Linked DNA regions of Sus scrofa: region 2 is linked to region 1. Evidence: chromatin contacts called from public HiChIP or PLAC-seq data. All regions are on one chromosome and are shown on one strand. The core of a region is the stretch at or near the end of the contact, and the rest is flanking DNA. Distances in the headings are between cores, read along the strand shown.

Region 1 (4,504 bases), core at 1,884-4,383:
GGCTCATTTATCCGCTCAATGGTCATTTTATGGGAATCCCTACTGTGATCTAAAGGCACTTAGGCTGGAAAAATTACTTCCCTAACATCAAGGAACTCTCAATGACTTTTCAGGGCATATCAATCATCCAGATTAGAGAATGTCTTTCACAATCACTCTGTGGTGGTTCCAGCACACTAGGTTGGTTGCTTTTCCGCACACCCCACAGAAAATGCGAAATACAGGCATAACTCGTTGCATGATATTCCCCAAAAAATCCAGGAAAGGAACACAGGCAGACCTCTTTTTATTACACTTCCCTTTATTGCATTTTTACAAAATGAAGATTTGTGACTACCTTGCAGGAAGCAAGCCTATCAGCCCCATTTTTTCCCAACAGAATTTGCTCACTTCATGTCTTTGTGTCACATTTTGGTAATTCTTACAATATTTCAAACTTTTCCATTATTATTATATGTGTTATGGGGATCTGTGATCAGTGATCTTTGATGTTTCTACTAAGACTCACTGAGGGTTCATATGATGGTTAGGATTTTTGGCAACAAAGCTTTTTCTTTTTCCTTTTTTTTTTTTTTGGTTTTTGTTTTTGAGGACCACACCTGTGGCATATGGAAGTTCCCAGGCTAGGGGCTGAACTGGAGCTACAGGTGCTGGCCAATACCACAGCCACAGCAACGCCAGATCCAAGCCATGTCTGCGACTTAGACCATAGCTCATGCTGTATCCCAGACCCACTGAGTGAGGCCAGGGATCGAACCCACATCCTTATGGTTAGAAGCTGGATTCCTTTCCACTGCGCCACAACAGGAACTCCAACAAAGTATTTTTAGTTCAAGTATATTCATTGATTTTTTTTTAGACAAAATGCTATTGCACATCTAGACTACAGTATATTGTAAGATAACTTCTACATGCACTGGGAACGAAAAATTTGTGAGTCAATTCATTGCAATATTTGCTTTATTTTGGTGGTCTGGAATGTTGCCTACAGTGTCATTAAGGAATGCATACATCCTCTAGCTGAGAGTTACCTTTGGTAAACTGAGTAGGTCCTGTAGAAATTACTGAGCTTAAATGCAATCCTGACCAAGGTGTTTGGTGTGCTTAGAATTTGAGGATGGTAGAGGCAGGAATGAATGGGTAAAACAAATTACGATCCAGGATGAAAGGCATGTTGAGGAGAGTAATGCCAGTAAAGAAAAATGAAAACAAAAGCAAACTGGCTTTATATAAGATTACAATGCATGAAAATTAGAGGATATGCAAATGAGGCCATGTGGCCTCAGCATATATTTCCACTCATCTGCTTGTACTTTTTTTTTTTTTTAAATTTACTTAGAAAATGATTCTATGCCCTTCTTGACGATCTGGGTCATGCCTTCTCACCTCTTGGCCTTTGCTTGCAAGTTTGCCTCTTCCTGAAAAACACAAAACCAAGGACAAAAACTTTCTCTGTTTTTTCTTTTCCCAAATAGTATCTACCTTTGAAGGCCTAATGCTAATGATGCTCCCTTATGAAGCATTTCCTCTGTTGGAGAGATTTCTTCTTTGAGCTTTCAAATCATTAACTTCATCTTTCTTAAAATGGTACGAGATCCTCTTTCAAATATGCATTACTGGATATTCCTTTTTATTTTCTCCTCTAGGTCTTAAATTCTAAGTACTCCGAGGACAAAAGCCCTTTTGACCTAAGACATGATCATGCACTGAGAGTAGAGAAACAGGTTTCAGAGATGGCAGAACCAAAAAACGCAAACTTAGAGCTCCGGACTTTTGCCTGATACTAAGGCAAAGTTTAGTTGGATAACCTTTTTTTTCTTATTTAGATTTTATTTTTTCCTGCTTATTCTGACTGATGTTTGCAATGAGGAGACCACAGTTGTCAAGGCTGGGAAGTGAGTGGAAATGGAACAGATTACATGGATGGGTTTGGGGAAAAAGATAAGAACTGGAGATAATGTGAACAATTTGTAAGTTTCTGGGTGTGAAAAAATACCACAATAATCTCAGGAATAATTATGAATTCACAATGAAACAACATAATGGAGTTGTTTTTTTTTTAAGTCAGGAAGGTGACTTAAAACATTTATGTAAGAACTCATTTTTCTGTGCTAGGATACACACACACACACACACACACACACACACACACACACACACACCCTACTCACCCAAAAAACAGAACCAAAAGTTCTGAAGCAAGCAGAAGCAGGACCTTACTGGAGAGATGAAAATGATCTGCAACCATAGAATTGCATTTGCAAAAGGAGTAGATTGGTTTTAACCCGAAAACCGGGACAAGAAAACCATCCATGCAGACATCAATTTCCCAGCAGGAATGTCGGAGTTTCTAACTACAGTAAACCACAGTTTTTCCGGACCAGTGCACAGTGGGGAAAAAAAAAAAAAAAAAAAAAAAAATTAAATCGGCTAAATTTCCCTTGAGTCCCCTCCCTCCTTTTCCTTTCTTTTCCAGTGTCCCTGTCCCCTGGTCTCTTTCTCCACACAGAAACTGCTGAGAAGGCAACTAGGCGGCTGGAAAGCTCAATGCCCCTGCCCTAGTCTGGTCGCGGTGGGTGGGACTCAGCATCGAGCTGGTTTTCCACGAGTAGGTTTCATGCAGTTTTCCTGCTCTTTGGTTGCCCTAGACTTTAGGCAAAAAGCAGAGAGTCGCCGCGGGAGCCATACCAGGCCATCAACACCTGCGGGGAAGGGCGAGCCACGAGGGGGCAGGGGACTGTGTCCAGAGTGACCTCGCCGTGGTGTGTCTCAGCCGCTACTTTCTTTTTCAGTCTTTCGGTGCTGGGAAGGGGAGGGGTTCCCAATAGAAGTCAAAGGCAGCTGGGAGAGTCTCTGCGGGGGATCCTTGGGGCAGTCCAAGAGGGAGGGAGGAACGGACGGAGAGAGAGAGAGGAGAGGGAGAGACCAGGGCCAGAGCTGATTGAGCCTGGGGCGCAGCGCGGGAACCGGGTTTGCTGCACGTCGCGTCGCGCCCCGCCTGTTGAGCCGGGAGACCGGAGTAAGCGCCAACGCCGCACGGGCAGTGGGGGCACTGGCACAGAGACTGGCAGGTGCCACCGCAGGGTCCCCTTTCCCGCCCACCACCTCCTTCCCTTGCCGCCCACTCTTCCTGCGTTCTCAGTGCGGATTTGCGGGGTGCGTCCTGGAGCTGCTGGCGGTTCAGGAACGAAGCCCAAGGTCGGGGAAGCCATAGGGTAAGCAGTCGCCGCGTACCCACGAGGGTCGGGGCTTCCCGGAGGAGCGACCCACGCCGCGGAAGCCCGGCCGGAGCATACCCCCCTTTCCCCCGGGAAGCCCTCCTATGCTCCCAGTCGCCCAGCCCGGGGGCCGGGCCCGGTTCCCACGCCGGGGAAGGGCGAGGGAGCAAAGGAGACGACGCCGGGGGCAGCTCAGGGCCCGGGGGACCCGTGGCGGCTGAGGGCGGAGGGCTGGCCGGGGGTGGGCGCCCAGCAGCGCCGTGTTGGCGGCTGCGCTTGCGGGGCCCGGGCGTGAGAACGTTGGGAGCCGGGACTCTCTTCTCCCACGGCCGGGGCGCTGAGGCCTCAGGGAGCCGGGGCCGCTGAGGGCCGCCCGGAACTCAGAACCCGTGGGGACTGAGGCCGCACCCGGCGTCGCCGCAGCTTCGTCCTGCAGAGCTGCGCTGGTGAGTGAGCGCATCTCGCTCCTGGAGAGCAGAGGACTGTGATCGCGGCGGCACTTAGCCAAGGCAGCCTGCAAACTTCCAGTGGGGCTGCTTGGGCTCCCCAGGTGTGAGACTGTGTGCCTGTGTGTATGTATCTGAGCGCGTATGAGCGCGCGTGTGAATTTCTGCTTGGCGGTCTGATTTCTCATTGTGACTGCAACACTTTGGAGAACGGCGAGCAGAGGGGGCACCACCATCTCTGCGTAGGGGCTGTGCGGGGAGATTGTGCTTGGTGGGCTGAGCAGCCTCGCCTGGGCATTTGTTTGGGGGCTGCGTTGCCATGCGGTCATGTGATTTCAGGCTCTGAATTTTTGTGCATCATTCTTTTGCTCAATCATTTCACAGGGTTGTTCCTGCATTCTTCATCCGTGCACTTGATAAACAGTTTTTGTTTTCTAAAGTAAACCAGAAGGTTGAAAGTGTCGCTTAATTATGACCGAGGCATCTTGGCTTCCAACATACTGAAAAGCCCTCTGAATTTTAAATAGAACACGTCTATGTGTAGTTTACATTAAAGCTTCATGTATAACATATCAGAGGGGAATTTTCAGGGTCTGAAAATTGGTGATGATGGAGATTTCATTAAATGTTTACCTACTTACTAGAACTGGACTTAATAGGAACGTCGTTAACCATCTGATGACACATAGATAAACGCTGGAGCGTTCAGTGATGGGTAGAAATTTTTGGTTTGTAGTGTAGAAGTGATCTGCTGCTTTTCCTAAAATGGCTATTTTTTTTTTCTTTCAGGAGTTGTTATTCCAGGCACTATATTATAAAGAGTGGTAAAAATCAATAATA
Region 2 (4,541 bases), core at 116-2,615, 95 kb after region 1:
TGGCCTATTTTAATAGTTAAAACTAATAGTTAATATTAAATAACTGTTTAATATTTTAATGATTATATAAAGTGTTGTATGAAAGCCTCTAATTTATTTAAACATTCCACCATTGGTAATAGAAGGTCGTATTTTGATAGGTTATTTGTTGTCATTTGTTTGCTATATAATATTTCTGTATCAACTATGTCTATAATATTTCTTTGTCAACCATATCAACTATGGTCTCTGGTACAGAAGCTGGTAGTTTTACTGGTTTGACATTTTCTCTATTTGCATCATAGAATACCTTCCTGACTTCTCAGCTCCACTGAGACCTAGAAACCAGGCTTGTCTTTCTTTCCTCATTTTTGGCCTAATAATAGTCAACAGTGTCCATGTACCGCATAGAGTTTTAATCAACAGTTTCTGCTCTATCATCTTCTCCCTGTGATGGGGCTCAGGGCATTAACTAAACTAAGTGCTTGGTAGAATGGAGACCCAGAGATTAAATTAAAAGTCTGCTCATTTTGTACTGGCCGTTTCCAGTTCAGCAGTTCGCTCTGAGAAACAGTAACAGAAGCCAAATTACAGACAGTTGAAGACTTCCTGGAGTGTAGTTCCTGGCTGTGCATTCGGCTCAGGTGTCACACCAGAATCAAGCCCAGAAGGTCCATGGTTCTGGCGGGGCAGTTTAAGTCATGGACAGAGCTGGTTTTGACATGACCTTCCTCCAAAGTATTTTAGCTGGCACACCAAACTAGTCTCATTGACTAAAGGTGAAATATGTTATGCACAGTATTATTAGCTTTCAGAATGCCATAAACTGTGGAGGGACCAAGCCACAAAGGAAGTGTTTATCTCCAATATGCAACATGAGGGTGCTGCCCACGAGGGTGTATTCCTTTTAAGGCTTGTGTATTGCAAGGCACACACAGACACACAGACACACAGACACACACACACGCGCGCGCGCGCATGCACTTCCTTAGTTTTTGCTACCCCTGAGGGCAGACCTTTGGATAAGAATACATTTGTTGGGACAACAGCTGCATTCTCCCTGCCCCAGAATTTATGCCAGGAGCAAGGCTGTGGCTTCTCTGCAGTCACTGTGGTGGCCTCAAATGAAAGCCCTGTCACCAGGGCCGGGGCGGGAGGGCACTGGAGCGCGGCTGCACCCGGAGCATCCGAATTCCCTCCTCGGCTGCCGATTGGTTGGAAGCTGGGAGGCGGTGGCCAGCCCGGCGGCTCGACTCTTGGTTGCTGCGAGGAGGTGGCAATCAGGCCGGGCCAGGCCGGGCGCCGGTTCCAGCTCGACGCGGCGCCTCGGGCTCCTGCCCGGTCGCTCCAGAAGCCGCCGCCCGGGTTTCTCCGCCAAGCCGGTGAGCAGACACCATGGTGAGTGCTCTCAGCCGGTCAGGCTGTCTCCCATCCGCCCGGGCCTGGCTGCCCAAGGGACCCCGGCCGACCTCCCGGAGACGCGCTCGGGGGCCAGGCGAGCGCACTGCCTGCTGCGGGGGCAGCCTACAGCTTGCACCTAGAGCGGGGAGGTGGGAACGTCGGGGGTCGCGGAGGGGGCGCTCGTGCCTTTGCTTCCGGGGGTCCACATCGCGCTTCGCTGCACCTAGCTCTGGAAGGGAGTACAGCCGAGGCGCCGGGGCCCCCGGCTCAGGCCCGCCCGGCTGGTGGGGGAGCTGAGAGTTGGCGGCCGGCCGAGGAGGCGTCGGACTCGCGTCCCCTCAGCCAGTCTCTACTGGATGTCTCTGCATGGTGACAGGTGAGCGGGTTAGGAGGTGGCTTGGGGGTGGGGCGGCGATGACGGAAAGGATCCGACCCTGAGTGGGGCGTGGGTTGCACCCCTGTGCGGCGGGTCTTAAGCACCAAGGACCCCCAAATATGGTGGAAGCAGGGGGCGAGGTACAAGGTCCAACCAGCGTTGGGGCAGCAGATAAGGCCGCCTAGCCCCCAAGCTCCATTCCCACCCATGGTTTGGTCCCTGACACTCGTCTTTCCTTGTCCCCGCAGTACGGATTCGTGAATCACGCGCTGGAGCTGCTGGTAATCCGCAATTATGGCCCGGAGGTGTGGGAAGACATTAAGTAAGTGACCAGCTCCTCATGCTCACACCCGCGCTGGCGGAGCGTGTGGGGTTCCCTTGCTTTTCCTGCGTTCTCCTTTTCTTGGCGGGGTCGCGGCGCGCATCCTCAGCACTGCCTCCCCCGCTCTCTCGGTTGCAGCTGCGCTCCCACGCTCCGGAGCCGGACCCGGAGAGGGGGGGTGGCGGGGCGGGGCTGCGGGGCAGAGAGCCGGGGAAGGGGCCCCTGGGGTCATCGCGGCCTCTCGACCCGGCCTGAGCGTGGGAACTAGCTGCCTGCGCCCCGGCGGCTCCCAGGCTCAGCAGGCCGGGCGGCTCCCACGCCGAGAGGGACCTCCGGGACCACAAAGGCCTCCGCGACTCTTAGGCTCCCAGAGACCTTCGAAAGGATGGAAAGACCGGCTAGCTTGCAGTTAACACACCTTGCGGACATATGCAATAGTGAAGCCTTTTTCTATATGCTGAAACTCACTTTTGAGACTGTTTATTGAGCCTCTGTGAATCGAGTGCATTTATTTATCTAAAATGACCCCGCCCAACCCACTTTTTTTTTTTTTTTCAGTTTCTACTGTGGTAAAGGCTGTCAGTTGTAGGAGGGCATCCTAGTTTCAGTCCAGACATGTGAGCCCAGTACTCTGAATGTCAAAGCAAATACCGCAGCCACTTGAGAGTTTAAACCTGTGGCAATGGTGGGTCCTCATCTCTGTGGAGGCACTGAGCGTTTCAGTCGAACAGTGTCCCTTTTTACTTCTCTCCCTCTGGTGAAATTTGCATTTAACGTGTGCAAATGACCACAGCCAAGTATCCACACCAAAATCCTCTACTGTATGGATTTGCATATTGGGACAATAATATAACTGCCACATTCAAACAGAGGTGGAGAGCATGGTTACCCGAGTGGGCAGAGACCACATTGTCGTTATTTAGTCTTATTTCCTGTACTCACTGATTTCATTTTGTTATATCCAGTAGGTGATGCTTCCGTGCCGTTCTTTCCTAAATGTATTACAATTAGTAGCAATCAATTCTAATAGGCTTTTTTGTGAAGTTACTTGGCAGTGATTTCTTATACATATCTGTTTCCATGGCAATGACTAGGATTAAATATTAAGCAGTAGAATGCAACTTTTCCTTCCCTTGGGTCTGTATCTCTGAGTATTGTTTCATGTTCCATAAGCCATTTATGTTACCCACAGAGCACATCTACATATCATAGAGAGAAGTGGAGATTTGGCAATTATGAGGTTCAATCAAATGAGAATCCAGGCACTTAAAGCTTACTCTGGCATTTCTTTCTATCTACTTTATAAATAGCTTCCTAATTTTTACCTTGCTTGGTAGACAGAGTTATAGAGAAGGCAGACATCAAGAGAAAGACTTTAAAGAGTATAACCTACGTATAGGACTATTTTTAAGCTCCTTTCTTTGTGAATTTATGAAAACATCATGTATTATCCCTGGCGATATTTTTCTCAACTGTGAGAAATTCCCAAATTTCCTGGTGGCTGCGTGTTGACAATGAATATGTTTAGAATTTTGAAAGCACAATAAAAGATCGTTGTTATGTTTCAACACTCTTATGTAGGTTAACTGGATTTGGAACATGTGTCTTACCCATTATCAGTGTAGATCATTGTCAGATACAGAGATGAAAAGGTATACTTCATAGAGAAATGTGTTGGAAATTAAAATTAAATTATCAAGTGATTTGTTTATATTGGCCATATTTCCCACATGGAAAGTTAAAATATCCAGACATTTACAAATTCCACAAATGTGAGAACTTCACCAAATCACACTAAGAATATTGTTGCATTCTACTTAAAAAGTATATTAATTTTTAATTGGACATCATATCTTCTAACTCATGAATTGATTTTTAAGTAACATCAAGCAGTATTCTTAATCTATTTAAGCACTAATAATTTAAATCATACAAAATCTTTTTCTGATAAAATGAAGCAAATCATTTGGATATTTTACCTAAAAAATGACCGCAGAGATTATGTGCCCCTGCAAGAGAAATGTGGCTAGTTATACTAGCATTTGCAATCCAGGTGTTACTCTTGATTCTTTTTTGTCTAAGATCCCTTTTGGTGGAGCCCATCTTGCCTTGGATATAGTTTATAGAACCTTGCTCAGCTTTCTGCATTGAGGGTGCTAGAACAACTCATTGTCAGGACCCCTGAGGGATCATCACGTGCTCCCTGGAGGGGTATTTGCTTAGCACAGCAGAGATCTCACTGCTTGGGGGCAGGAGAGGAGAAGTCAGAGGGGTTTAACTTTAAAATGCTCCTTGGGAGATTCTGTGCCCCTCCAATGTCACCATCTTCTCCAGAGTGGATCAGTGCAGTCACTGGTCCAGGATACTTTCAGTTTTCCCTTTTTATGAAAACTGAATATATGAACAAAAAAATTGTCTCACTAAATACCCAAACTCTATCTTCCTTTTTACTCTGTGAGAAAC

Evidence for each region. HiChIP or PLAC-seq counts read pairs in DNA pulled down with a chosen protein or histone mark.
Region 2: an H3K27ac HiChIP or PLAC-seq map of skeletal muscle shows a contact between it and region 1, with 5 times the contacts expected there. The contact joins the promoter of GUCY1B3 here to the promoter of GUCY1A3 in region 1. A contact is called at or near these places in 6 of 47 Hi-C or Micro-C datasets (adipocytes, brain, embryonic fibroblasts and 3 more) and 1 of 2 datasets of contacts at active chromatin or transcription factors (skeletal muscle).

Annotation. Positions count from the first base shown.
Region 1 is chr8:44,446,282-44,450,785 of Sscrofa11.1, forward strand. GUCY1A3 (guanylate cyclase 1 soluble subunit alpha) reads left to right here and starts at 3,134. Exons shown (of 9, transcript NM_001018033.1): 1 at 3,134-3,215.
Region 2 is chr8:44,543,129-44,547,669 of Sscrofa11.1, forward strand. It overlaps GUCY1B3 (guanylate cyclase 1, soluble, beta 3), which reads left to right and starts at 1,366. Exons shown (of 14, transcript NM_001018032.1): 1 at 1,366-1,377; 2 at 2,005-2,078. The coding sequence starts at 1,375.